Regions from separate parts of the Zea mays genome. Here all the other regions are linked to region 3. A link is a contact called in public Hi-C data. All regions are on one chromosome and are shown on one strand. Each heading gives the region's core, a stretch centred on a gene start, on an enhancer-like site or on the middle of the called end of the contact. The rest is flanking DNA. Distances are from core to core; before and after follow the strand shown.

Evidence for each region. A called contact is a pair of places that touch in the nucleus more often than the background predicts.
Region 1: a contact with region 3 is called in a Hi-C map of tassel, with 4 times the contacts expected there. The contact joins the promoter of LOC100283066 here to the promoter of LOC103645193 in region 3. A contact is called at or near these places in 5 of 25 Hi-C or Micro-C datasets (bundle sheath, ear, endosperm and 2 more).
Region 2: a Hi-C map of tassel shows a contact between it and region 3, with 2.6 times the contacts expected there. The contact joins the enhancer-like site here to the promoter of LOC103645193 in region 3. A contact is called at or near these places in 2 of 25 Hi-C or Micro-C datasets (leaf and tassel).

What each region holds. Positions count from the first base shown.
Region 1 is chr1:201,607,684-201,612,069 of Zm-B73-REFERENCE-NAM-5.0, reverse strand. LOC100283066 (sorbitol dehydrogenase homolog 1) reads right to left here and starts at 2,378. Exons shown (of 3, transcript NM_001155968.2): 1 at 2,052-2,378; 2 at 604-671; 3 at 1-506. The coding sequence starts at 2,175.
Region 2 is chr1:201,432,105-201,437,108 of Zm-B73-REFERENCE-NAM-5.0, reverse strand. LOC109943490 (a long non-coding RNA gene) reads left to right here. Exons shown (of 6, transcript XR_004855452.1): 4 at 28-1,421; 5 at 1,790-1,948; 6 at 2,402-3,260. Among protein-coding and RNA genes, the nearest start is that of LOC109943490, 6.7 kb to the left of the region's middle. Within about 2 kb of position 2,963, at least 13 of the 20 cell types and tissues checked have an H3K27ac peak or open chromatin away from gene starts, as enhancers often do. A contact at or near this core is called in tassel, where this site is marked.
Region 3 is chr1:201,926,091-201,930,463 of Zm-B73-REFERENCE-NAM-5.0, reverse strand. LOC103645193 reads right to left here and starts at 3,036. Exons shown (of 5, transcript XM_023300874.1): 1 at 3,028-3,036; 2 at 2,654-2,833; 3 at 2,355-2,549. The coding sequence starts at 3,036. LOC109943721 (a long non-coding RNA gene) reads left to right here and starts at 3,393. Exons shown (of 2, transcript XR_002266805.1): 1 at 3,393-3,668; 2 at 3,781-4,227.

The DNA of each region.
Region 1 (4,386 bases), core at 1,129-3,628, 320 kb after region 3:
ACCGCCGCGTCCGCGCCCAGCGACCTGGCCACGGCCAGGCGGTGGTCGTCCACGTCCACGACCACCACGCGCGGCGCGCCGAAGGCCCGCGCCGCCAGCAGCGACACCAGGCCGATGGGGCCGGCGCCCACCACGAGCACGCCCGTCTCGGGCCCCACCCCCGCGCGGCGGCACGCGTGCACGCCCACGCTCAGCGGCTCGCACATGGCGCCCTCCTCCAGGCTCACACCGTCGGGGAGCTTGAAGCACAGGTCGGCCGGGTGCACCACCTGGTTCGCCAGCGAGCCGTGCACCGGCGGGGTGGCGAAGAACTTCATGTCCTCGCACAGGTTGTACCGCCCGCCCTTGCAGTGGCGGCAGCGCCAGCAGCTGACGCCCGGCTCCAGCGCCACGCGGTCGCCCACGGACAGGTGCATCACGCCGGCGCCCACCTCCTCGACCACGCCCGCGCACTCGTGCCCGATCACCATCGGCTCCTTCACCACGAAGTGCGCGATGCGCATCTCCTGCGAGAATCGATGATGCGTAAAGGGTCGAAATCCATTAGCCGTGCAACAATTCCCGCGCCGTAGAATTACAGAGACATCGGATAGGATCGCGCACCCTGAGGTAGTGCACATCGCTGCCGCAAATCCCCACTGCCTTCATGCGCACGCGGACATCATAAGGGCCTGAAAATGCCAGCCAAAATTCACTGTCAGCATACTTATTATTCAGTTGTAATAAGTACTAATCTTCCGACCTAAAGAATTTCCTCACATGGTATGCGACCAGCCTACAAAAGTTCTGATATTCTATTTTGTTTTAGCACTTCAGGCCGTATTTGATTGCTACTTGGAACAGCTACATCCACCACACCTAAGTCCTAAATGAAAGCTGTTGATAAACTGCACCTCAGTAGCATTACACATAAGTTCAGTTCTTCTGAACTGAGATATGCGCTGTGCAACAGCAAGGGTGTTACCGTGTTAATAACTATAGAAGCTATTCCTGCAGCTCGAAACGACGGCTTCCTGAGTGGCTGCACTCAGGGGTGCTGTGCATCGCTGAGTTCATAGTGGCATGTCTCAAATGCTCATTTTTAATATCACGTACACCTTACAGATGCAATTCTCTCCAGTAAACGAAAAGAAATTGCGAACAGCAAAGTCTGTATGGCGCACTACTGATTTTATCTAATTCAGATCTGAACTTTGAAGTTACTGCAAATTCTGTCCTTTTATCTATATCTATACCCCATATACAACCCACCAGACTAAACTTTGAGAAACACTTCTAACCAAATCACCTCCAACTCATGACCTCCTCTAAATTCATCAAACAAATTGCACATATACATAACACACTTTCAAAACAAACGGTTAAAGTATAACCCTTCTCTTTCTTATTCAAACGTAATAACCGATATTATTATATCATTCTTCTTTACTCGTGCTTTTCTCATGCCTCACACATATAGTACAATTCTCCTCTCTCCCCGCGACCCTGCCACACCTCCCCTCACCGCCACCACCGGGTCCTCCCTCCTTCCCCGCTCTTCGGAACCGTAGCATTAGCACGGTTAATATTCTGCTAGCCTATTGAATGAGTGGGTTCCCTTGTGCTGGAGTAGTTAGGATCTTGGAAAAGATGCACTGATGTTTCCTGTACACGCGATCCAGTGCTGATGATACTGTAACTACCTTGTGCAATAAATAGTTCAATATCCCCCTTCTTTTGACCATAGATTTTTTTAATAAAAAGAACATACCGTTTCCTAAAAAACGAAGAAGAACATGCCCTACTAATTCCATCCCAAAAGGGAGGAAAACGCTGACGCTGATCCAAATCTTCGATATAGATTCCTGACTACATATTCGCCATCGTGTTCAGCACGTGCAAACACGATAAGACAATGCAAAAAAAGATGGGAACTTGGCAACTTGCAAGGCTGTACTGCAGGTGCAGGGTACCGATCGATTTGATAAAAAAAAAACTTATCGATCTCTCTGATTCCTAGAACAGAGCAAACAATAAGCAGCGAGAAAGAAGGATGGAACCGAGGCACGTACCGACGGGCGGGAGCTTGAAGGGCATGATCTTGAGGGTGTTCTTGGCAACCAGCCACGCCGCCATGTTCTCCTCCACCTCGCCGCCCGCCGCCGCCGCATCGCTCCCTTGCGCTCCCTTCCCCATTTCCCCTTGTCTCCTACTCGCTGCCTCACTCTCACTCTACTACTGACAGGAAGAGGGAGACCGTGTACGCAGATGAGAGCACTGGCACGGCAGGTGGGTGGGCGGGTGCGACGGATTTATAGCGGGGGGTGACGCCGGCGCCGATGCCGCCGCGGACGCAGACGGCATCTCTATTGTCCCCTTGCAGGCATGGAGTCCACGCCGCGCGGCCTGCGCTGTCATGCTTATCCGTCTCTATCTGTAACGACCAGGAGCAGGCGTCAGGCGAAGCGTGAGATTTTTTGGCCTGGACCTGGCCTTGGCTCGCTTCCCGCCTGGCATGTTTGGTTTGTGGCTAAATATACCACACTTTGCCTAAGGTTAGTCGTTCGAATTGAATAACTAACATTAGACAGAAAAGTTAGGCAAAGTGTGGCAACTGAGGTAGTGAACCAAACAAACAGTCACGCGCGCAGCCACTCGCCGCGGCGCCACAAGCCACAACTGATGAACTGAACCATCACTCCACCACCAGGATGAGTGCAGTGCAAGCACCTGTGACCTGTGGTCGCGCTCACAGAGTCGTCGTCGAGTCGAGGGCTGCTGGGCTGGTGACCACCATTCATCCGTTGGATACTGCTTTGGCTGCGAAATCTTCTGGATTGATGCGAAATGCAGTGGGCGGGGAGGCGTGTGATTAGAACATGCATGTCGGGCACGGTATCTGTCTGGAGAGCAGTAATCGAAACCGAAACAAACCGAAACGCGTATGGAATCAGATCTGGACACCATCTTCTTATCATATTTTAATCTAGATTCAGTACAAATCCTTTTGAATACGAATTCAAAATAAATATACTGGATTCAGGTTTCTATTCGAATGTTCACTTAATTTAACTCAGAGACCAGCGCGTGTATTATTGCTAAATTTAACATAGATAAATAGAATTTCATGACTAAGTTCATCGATAATTAACATGAAATAAAAATCAAAATAGCCTTATAATGGTCTCTAACATTGAAATAAACTAAATTATATTAGATACGGATATTTAATAAAACAATAGATAAACTGAATAAACTTAAATAAAATAAGCTAGTTACTCATAAATATTTAATATTTAGACATACCAAATAATCAATTATTATTTGTGTAATATTTACCATTGAACTAAAACAATATTATATTCCCAAAAAATAGACTATTAAAATAATTGACAACAACAGATACGTTAGGTTCAAATTAAATTAGAAAAATACTAAATTTATTTTAAATTCATGTATACTAATAGTATGAAATCAATATTGAAAGATATCGTAAATAGTTTCAATTTATTCTTAGTACTATTTAAATCCTTACTAATATCAAGTCGGAGTTTCGTCATGCATCATTCCCCTCCGTAAGCATTTATCGCGCGTCAGTGAATATATCAAAAAAAATGCAGCAGTTAGGATGCAAACCACCGTCTCAATTGCAGCTTATATTGATTTGCGTTATACAAAGAAAACCATATATCATATATAAAAACCGTAGTGATACATGGACAACTAAACTAGTCAAATAATTAGTCACTAGTTACGAAAAGAAAAACTTTCAAATAGGTTTATTATATCTTGTTCTCGAGATGAATATCGACTACTTTATATGTTTATCCAATACGGTTTTGGACCGGCTATAAAAAACAAATTCTAGTACATTTATTTAGTACTTATATTAGAAAAAAAATGAATACAGATAGCTATATTACAAGTTTTAGCGGATCGAATAATTCGAGTTCCCATCCAGACATCTATTTCTATCCCTGCGCGCGAGACGCTGGTATGTATGTGACACACGAAACGGTGGGTGACTCGACCGAAGGTGCCCTCATGTTTCGTCCACAGCATTTTGATATTCCGTCCGGAAGATGGCGACCTGCGATAGATAGCAGCGCGATGACGACCAAGGAAACGCGTCCTTTTTGTAGATTTTGTAGATAGAGTAGCTGCACGATGGATGCATGGCCTGCTGCAATTTCTAATTTCATTACTGGAATATAAAAAAGGGGGTTGTTTTTATCTGAACTGACGCAGGCCTCACCTATCCATTGGACGCACCGTCACATAGGCACATAGTCAAATGTTTTCTCTAGCTCTTGTCTTCAATAAATGTTTTCTCTATCTCTTCTTCAATTGATCTAGAAATCTTCTGTCTATCTCTCTATCTAAGAAAACTGTCCTCCATCTCTTGCT
Region 2 (5,004 bases), core at 1,714-4,213, 490 kb after region 3:
AGAATCGTGACTCATTTTTGTTCTCAGGAAAAGTGTGGAGATCACCAAAGCCATAACAGTTATCTGAATGGTCTTGAATATATGGACTGGAGAGTTTCTTTTCAGCAGCAGTACTTCCCTTGAAAAGCATGCTTTGAAAATATTCCATCTGGATATTCGGCGACTTGCATTCACTTTTACCACCTTTTTCTTTCCAGTATTGTTTGAACTGCACTGTTTGTCTTCTACTAGAAGAGGGAGATAGGACGTCCTGAAGGATTGTGCAAAATTTTCAATTGTATGGTACTGATACTTGTTTTGATCACCAGCCCAGTATTGCTTTTGGTCCATCTTAGAGGTTACCTGGTCAGTGGCCAATTGAGAAAACTTGTTACATTGTTTTTGCAAAAGGACATGGAAAACTTGTTACATTATTTTGCAAAAGCACATGTATTGCAGAATAGCGACATTTTACGCTCCTGCACATAATTGTAAGTCATCTACTTCCTTCTTAATTTTGTGGATCTGATGTATTAGTTATCCTCAAACAGTCAAAAAAAATATCTCGAAACTTATCCTCAAACACTGTTATGTTTAGCTATTCCTTCTAGGCATCACTGTTATGTTTAGCTATTTCTTTTTTTCTCAAACACGCAACATATCATTATATTAAGACGAAAGAAAATTCTAGGCAGTTAGGCTCATTTGATGGTTTATTACCTCTTGAAGGAAATCGGCTACATTCTTTCTGTCAGGGCATTTGAATCCCATACTTTCAAAGAAGTCCGTAGCATTTTCTCGAGGACCATGATACACAATTTGCCCCTCACATAAAAGTATAATGTCGTCAAATAATTCCAATGTCTCAGGAGGTGGTTGCAGCAAGGAAATAACCATTGTGAGATCCATCAAATGGGCCATCTGTTGGAGAAACTTCATGATCTCAAATGTCGTGGAGCTATCTAGACCTGTTGATATATCATCCATAAAGAAGCACCTTGCTAGACCAACCAGCATCTCCCCTGCATTAAACAACATCACGTTAATGTATGCCAACTTAGGTTAGGTTCCAGTTAACTATATCTTTACTCTGTTCCTTATTCTAATATTCTGGTTAGTTAAGCATTCAATTTTAGAGCTACTCATTATTCGTTATCATGAAGATTCCTGCCCTGGTAAGAACCTTTTGCGTTCTTGAGGTGGTGGAATGTCAGTTAATGTGGCTTTGTTTCAGATTGAAGTGTGTGCTTCCAGTGGCAGCTAAATAAATCCTATAGCTATGTATTTTACAATCAGCCATGATAGGAATGCTTACCAATTGTGGCTCTTTTCTTTTGCCCTCCAGATATTCCTCTCCTCATCTCGTCTCCTACTAGGGTATCAGCACACTCAGACAGGCCAAGTATCTGCATACAATCAACTGTTACTATTGTATCATCAAGGTATACAGCAAATCAAACAAGTAACTAAATTACCTTGATAATGTAGTTTGTTGTGAGGTTGCTTCCTTCTCCAAAGGTGGTGGCCTGAGAGACGAGCTATTTGAGTAACCAAACAAAACATAATCCGGTCTTTCAAAAATCTTAGTAAAGAAGAGCTACCTTAATGAACGAATCAAGATCTTGGTCCACTTTATTGATGACACCCTTTTTTCTTCTTATTGCTTCTCCTAGCATCTCTGGATTTGTCATTCCGTACAAACAGGAAATTTGTGTCAGTATAGTTGCCATGGAAAATTTGATTTATCTGGAGTATCATGTAGATACTTTCTTCTTGAGTTTTAACGTGTTTGCCTTGTCATAAATTGCAGCACATTCCAATGACCTTCAAAATGGAAAGCTCACTATATGCAAGAGTATGTCTTACCGAATTCGTTATTGGTTCCGAACATCTTAGAAGAGAAGTTGATTGTCTCCCTCACTGTCATCTCAGCATGATGGAGATCATACTGGCTAACATAAGCACGCAGGTACTGCGGTGTTGAGTGATTCATTTCTTCTCCATTGTACATGACTTTTCCCTTGAACTGTTCACAGTCATTGGCAACATATATTTATGTTAGTTGATGCTTCACAGTATTGTCTGTTTTTTTTTGCCTCTTTTTATGTTGACAAATACTTTGGTTAGCATGAAAGCAACTCAGTGTACCTTCAAAGAAGAATCCAGTTTTCCTGCCAACGCTTTTAGAAGAGTCGTCTTGCCTGATCCAGGCGCTCCCAGAAGGAGCGTCATCCTGACAGAATGGGATATAAAATTCAGTATATATCTTAACGAATTACTCCCTTCGTCCTGAAATATGAGGGACCTAAGTTTATCCTAAGTCAAACTGTTGGCTAATAACAGACTATAAAATTCATACGCATGCATTTTTATTAACTTTTCCGCTAAATCTGATCAAGCGCTTATGTTTGACATACAACAGGATGCTGGGATCCAAGTCTGTGCGCATGAGGAGACATGTACCTTGACGGCCGGATGACCCCGCTTACTTCGTTTATGATTCTCATAGGTCTTTTCCTGGTAACACACATATGGACAGACGTCGCTAATTCCTGAAAGCAAAATAAACTCATCATCAGAAATCTCTCTCTCTCTCTCTCTCTTTTTCCCCGAATATGACCTACCAACTTTGCATTGTAAAACAAACACATGCATGCCATACACTTGTATTTTAGCTCTCGCTAAAGCACGCAGCAGCGTAACCGTAACGAGGCGCGGTATCCTTTCGATTCTGGACTGAACTCCATGTGTTCAATTCGAACTGGCCTAAGGTTGTCTGCAGATTTACAAACCCGCTTACAGTCGTGATTTTGTAATTTTTATTTATGTTTTTCTTACAGCATAGAACCTGCTGATGCATCAATGTCCCACTATCTATTTGGGCACAAGATGAGCCTCATTAATCATGAGGAATCTAGCAGACGTGTTGGGTTCTCTTGGTTCACTCCCAGCGCGCAGGGGGACGCCAAGAAGCACTACTGATGATGCGGCAGGCTGGGGGATCGGACAGGCCCACATTAAAGGCGGTCTCGTCAACGTCATGGTCTGCGCTGCTTCCTACCACGAGTAAATGAGGAACTCGAAGCTTGGCAAGACTGAGGAGAGAGAGAAGAAAAGCAGGCTATACTGCTATAGCCAGTTTAGTCACAAGTTGATCATAAATTAATAATAGAAAGCTAACTACAAAGATCCGCCAGCAATCCACTATACATTACTCTAATTGCTTCTTTCAACGTCCTAAATCTCAGGAAATACTATAAGATCCATGCATAGTGCCATAACTCTGAATGATGCAAGTGTTGTTTTAATATGGTCCAACGTACGTCGTACTAGTATTTGTTGTTTCAAACTTGCAGAATTTGATCTTTTTTTTATCGACAGTAGTAGATGGAACCAACCATGCTCTGCTAACTACTTCCTCTGTTTATTTGGAAAGAACATATATCTGACTTTTAGAGTGGTTAAACTTTTCTAATATACTGATATTAGGATGCGTAATAAGTAGATTAATCTATAATGGAATATGTTTTTTTAAAAACAAACATGTTTCGAACTATAAATATTGATATTATCAAATCTAGCCAGTTTTAAAAAGTTTAACCGGTGTACAAGCGCGGCTGCTAGCGAGATCGATACACGTTTCTCCTTGCACGGAGCTCCGGTGTAACCTAAAAACGCTACACGGACGGACGGACGTATTTATTGCGTGCACCTGTTGCTGCAGCTTGGATCGTTCGCAAGCACCTCAACGGAAAACGGATCAGAGCAAAGGTGTTTAGGATGGGAGGACAATCCATTCGACGTGTCTCACCAAATCCACAGCCCTTTTAATTTCTATCTTTCCGACGAACGAAATTATACGAAATCATATATGTAAAAAATAGGCAGATAGAAGTCGATCTTTTCGGGAAAAAAAGAAAAAAGAAAACTCCTTGCAGCTTGCAGCAGCAATGCTAATGCTATATGCATGCACCATCCATAGGAGGAAGGAGGAGAGACAAAGCCACAAAGAAAACCAAGGAAGGAATCAATGCGACGAACGGAACAGCTACTACTAGTGCATCGCGGCTGCGGCGGCGTACGTAGATGAAACACGACGACGACGACGGCGGCGGGGTCCGTCGTGTCGTTATTACCTGGGCGGCGTTGACGGCGGAGTTGAGCAGCGTCGGGACGGCGCGGCTGCCGACGCGGACGTCCGCCTCCACGGCGAGCCTCTCGAACCGCACCTCCACCTTGTGCGCCTCCACGCCCAGCCTGCGCTCCGACCATGCCAGCCAGTTCATCAGGGCCGGACTTTGCAACTCATATCTAGAATAATATGATAATAACAGATTGATCGATGCATGCAGCATGCATGTTACTATAGTTCATCTGTTGGCGCAATATATCACCTCTCTTTCTTCTCGCGAAGCATCCGGAGGAAGCCGCGGTTGTCGTCGTGGGTGAGCGGCGGCGGCTTCGTCGCGGCCGGCGCCGTCGTCGTGCCCACATCGTACCAGTCCTCGTCCTCGAGGCCGCCGACGCCGGCGAGCTCCATATCACCAGCGGACTATAGAAGCTAATTAACAGATCGAAACTATCTATCTACCTCTGCTGCAGGTACGTACGTCACGACGGCCGGGACGATGGCTCGCTATATATATACACACTAAGGCAATTTGGTACGGACTCCGGTTTCTAAATATTATTATATGCATATTTAAATTATTTATCCCTATTAAGTTCAAAGGAATGTGTAATCCGAAGGTAGGCGCTAGATGTTCGGAACGGGGAGTCGTGTGTTCGAATTTCAGTTGTGCAATATATTTTGCGCCCTGATGTGGAGAGTGCGCTGTGGGGGCGGGCGGCCGGGCTGGCGCTGGGCCCACAGGGCAGCGGACGCAGCTAGGCGCCGGCCGGTTGTTATTTTTGAAATTACATATATTGTTCTGCACATGTATGTATTTGTAAAGCTAACTCATGTACATAAATTATCTCTTTTGCGAGTAGAATACGACTTAAAACTTATGTTGAAGATGAAAT
Region 3 (4,373 bases), core at 1,787-4,286:
CTCCGAAGCCGAGGTCGAGTCTGCCTTCCGTTGCCGTGGCCGAGCCCGAGCCAAGGGGTCGGGCAAGGCGGAAGTCGTTCGGCCGAGGCCGGGGCGGAGTCCGAGCCCTGGGGTCGGGCGAAGCGGAGTTTCGTCGTCTTCCGGGTGTTAGCCCGAGTCCGAGCCCTGGGGTCGGGCGGAGCGGAGTTCGCCGTCTTCCGGGTCTTAGCCCGAGTCCGAGCCCTGGGGTCGGGCGGAGCGGAGTTCGCCGTCTTCCGGGTCTTAGCCCGAGTCCGAGCCCTGGGGTCGGGCGGAGCGGAGTTCGCCGTCTTCCGGGTCTTAGCCCGAGTCCGAGCCCTGGGGTCGGGCGGAGCGGAGTTCGCCGTCTTCCGGGTCTTAGCCCGAGTCCGAGCCCTGGGGTCGGGCGGAGCGGAGTTCGCCGTCTTCCGGGTCTTAGCCCGAGTCCGAGCCCTGGGGTCGAGCGGAGCGGAGTTCGCCGTCTTCCGGGTCTTAGCCCGAGTCCGAGCCCTGGGGTCGGGCGGAGCGGAGTTCGCCGTCTTCCGGGTCTTAGCCCGAGTCCGAGCCCTGGGGTCGGGCGGAGCGGAGTTCGCCGTCTTCCGGGTCTTAGCCCGAGTCCGAGCCCTGGGGTCGGGCGGAGCGGAGTTCGCCGTCTTCCGGGTCTTAGCCCGAGTCCGAGCCCTGGGGTCGGGCGGAGCGGAGTTCGCCGTGGCGCCTTTGGCAAGGCCTGACTGCCTGTCAAACTCACTCTGTCGAGTGGCGCTGCAGTCGGGGTGGCGCAGGCGGCGCTGTCTTTCTGTCAGACTGGCCAGTGGAGCGGTGGAGTGACGGTGGTCACTTCGGCTCTGCCGGGGGCGCGTGTCAGGATAAAGGTGTCAGGCCACCTTTGCGTTAAATGCCCCTGCAATTTGGTCAGTCGGTGTGGCGATTTAGTCAAGGTTGCTTCTGAGCGAAGCCAAGGCCTCGGGCGAGCCGGTGATGTGTCCGCCATAAAAAGGGGGCCTCGGGCGAGACGGAAGTCTCTCGAGGTCGGCTGCCCTTGGCCGAGGCTAGGCTCGGGTGAAGCGCGATCGAGTCACTCGTGTGGACTGATCCCTGACTTAATCGTACCCATCAGGCCTTTGCAGCTTTATGCTGATGGGGGTTACCAGCTGAGAATTAGGCGTCTTGAGGGTACCCCTAATTATGGTCCCCGACAAAAGGATTACCGATTACTATGTACTCCTCGTCAAGGACTACATCTTCACCGAGGCTCCCGGTTGCAACAAGGTGAAAGCAAATGTTTTATAGCATTCTGCATTATGTGAAAGCTGCACAATCCATGCCATGTCTCTTGAAACACTTGCTCAATCGCCTTTCCCATTGCATAATCTTGGTCTGTGTAGATTGTTTTGGGTTGCTTTCCACTATGTGCTTGTAGAAAAGTCTCAAATAGCCATTTGAAAGACTCAAATGTTTCATCATACATTAGAGCAGCACCAAAAACTATAGTTTGTCTAAACTGATTGAATCCAACAAAGACACCGAAAGGCCGGCTCTCTCTATTCGTCCCAAATGTAGTGTCAAACGAAACAATGTCACCAAAGTGTATATAATCGGCAATCATTCTAGCATCAGCCCAAAATATATTTGCAATCTTCTCTTCAGCATCCATTTGTGTCGCATATTGGAACGCCGGATTCTCTGTCATTTTATCCTGGAAATATTTGAGCATGCTTCCAGCTTGACCATATACCATCTCTCGTTGTCGCTTGCCACGCAAATAGTTTTTATGGTCACGAATGGTGTAACTCAAATTAAGCGGCCCACCCACTTGGCGACATGCTAATTCATGTGATGCTTTTGGTCCTATTCCCGAGTCATCAGCTGTTTCAATTTCAAAAGCTTGCAAATCTGAAATTTTCCTTTGTGACACCATCAAGTGGAATGTTTCTGGCAAGTGAAGGTTATGGTTGTGTTCTAAATTCAAATCATAAACTTTGTATCCACCAAACTCTTTATCTTTTACAAGTCCCATACGCACTTCACAATCCGTTCTAGTTTCAGCTCGATGACACTTTACTTCATACCCCTTTTTATCTTTCCCTCGATGACCTTGATTAGCACAAACAAATCTACATGACGTGACGTTTCCATCAATCTTACTTGTATTTGAGTACCTTTTTCTAACATCAAAACCTTTTTGACCACTATACGCTAACCAAAATCTCCAGCCCTCATCTGGGTTTCTGAATTTCATTCCAATACGAGGAATCAAACAGGGCAACACATTCTCCCTAAAAAAGACAACTAAAATTTAAAAGAAAGGAACAAATGGACCATGATATTAGGAATAAAAATAAAGTGGTGCATCTCACATGTTTGATCCGTTGGTCGCATCTTCCTCCATCTTTGCTTCTCAGCTTTTTGCCTTGTCTGTTGGTTGGTTTCCTTCGTCGCTGTCTCTCTGTATTTGGTGCTTTTTGCCCTGTCCGTTGGTTCCTTTTGTCACTGTCTCTCTGTATCTGGCGCCAAAACAGGCAGCCTTTCCCGCTGCTTTTTCCTCCGTTGCGCTGTGTTCCTAGATGAAAGAAATAAGAAACGAAGAAAAGAAGTGGGCCAGAATTACTCTGTTGGGCCGCTCCATACACTACTGAGGGAGAGGACAGCAGATCACCGTTGGTTTGAAGATCGACGAGCGCACGGCAGGCTGCCGTAAGGCAGCGGATCTGGTTCCAGTATAGTGTGTGCTGGGCGTGTGAAGGACCGAGAACACGGCCAGAAGAGGAGCGTGGGCGTGGTGAATGGAATCCAGAATTTTCTTTCGGAGAATTAACCCTTGAGCACAGGCAAATCTCTAGAAAACTAAAGCTCGTCAAAGACGTGCTAATTATTTTGCCGGATATTTTGGGTGATGACCGATGAGCACGCACTCAAATTTAGCTGAGGAACACAACAGAGACTAAACCGAAACGGTACTCTCCACCTCGATCTATCACAAAAGAGGCAAGATATACCAACTTAAAACTCACAGGGTGAACTCATGTGTGCAGCATGCATGGGGGGTGCCGACGACTCGATGAGGCGACCGCGGAGCCTAGCTCTCTGGGACTGGGACTGGGACTGGGACTGGGACTGGGACGGAAGCTTCTTCTCAAGCCCAGCCCGGCCAGCGCATGCATAATAAGATAACCGTAACCGGTCGAAGCACGCGACGCAAAGAGAACTCGCCGGCGGCTCTGACCGGCCGCTAGCAGTAGTATAATCGATGTGTGTGCTTTTCGGTGCCGCTGCGGCGTCGCCGTCGTCGGCCGTCACTGGGGCCGTGACTGCACCGACACACCAATGGCTCGTGTATTCAACGACGGATTATTAATAAATGTACGTAAGGGTCGTCATTAGCTAGAAAACAAAGGCCGGCCTGGTCGTGTCGTGCGTGCCTTCGATTGCGCATTTTGTTGAGCACACCAGTACACCACACCAGGCCAGTCTGCTGTTTCTTCTTCAGCGCACGCCCTGCTAGCTGCTGCAACGAAAACCTGAAGGTGAAGGTCTCGGACCCCTCGGTAGCCCTACACTGCAGCGGGGTAGGTGGCGAGGCGTGTCGCGTGTGCAGCACTGCAGCAGCAGCCTCTCCCGCGTCGGGTGAGGAGAGCACAGAGGAGGGGGTTGCTGTGCCTGTGCCCGGGCAGGTAGGTCATTCCTCTTTGTTCTTTTCGTCGCTCACGGTCGTCGGCCCTTCCTCCATCGGCTGTTGCGCTTTACCTGTCCGCCCCCGCCAGTGACGTGCGCGCGGCAATGCAGGTGCGCGCGGCAATACTTTTCTTCCCCCCGTGCGCTCTCCTTTACGTTTTGTTTTTGTTGGAGGAGCCGAGGAGGAAGAGTCAGCGGTCCAAGGTAAACGCTCTGCCCCTGGCGAATAAACGCTACGTCTATACGCGTCCCAGCATGTGCGGCGCGTCGGAAAGCAAACGAACAAACAACAGGGCACGCGCGTTCGGCTGACAACTACGGCTTGACGAGATGTTCATAGCTCGTCTGCTACTTCGGTTCGTGGTCAGTTATATCAGTTCGTTTGAATTTTTTTACGAGCTGAGATGACATTCTAGTTCGGTTTGTTAACGAGCCAACTCGCAAGCTAAACGAGCTAATATGTTTCAACAAAATAAAACTATATGTATATCATTTATGTAATAATTGATGAACATATTATATTTATGTATGGTGTATATGTCATATGAGTTAAACTAATGATTGATAAACTATGACTATATGTTAAATTAGTCTATGTGAATATAACTATGGTTAAACCGATGAATATGTGTGTGAATTGTGAATTGATGAGTTATGTTCATTTGGTGTTACATTGACGTGGTCTGTGAAACTATGTGTATAAT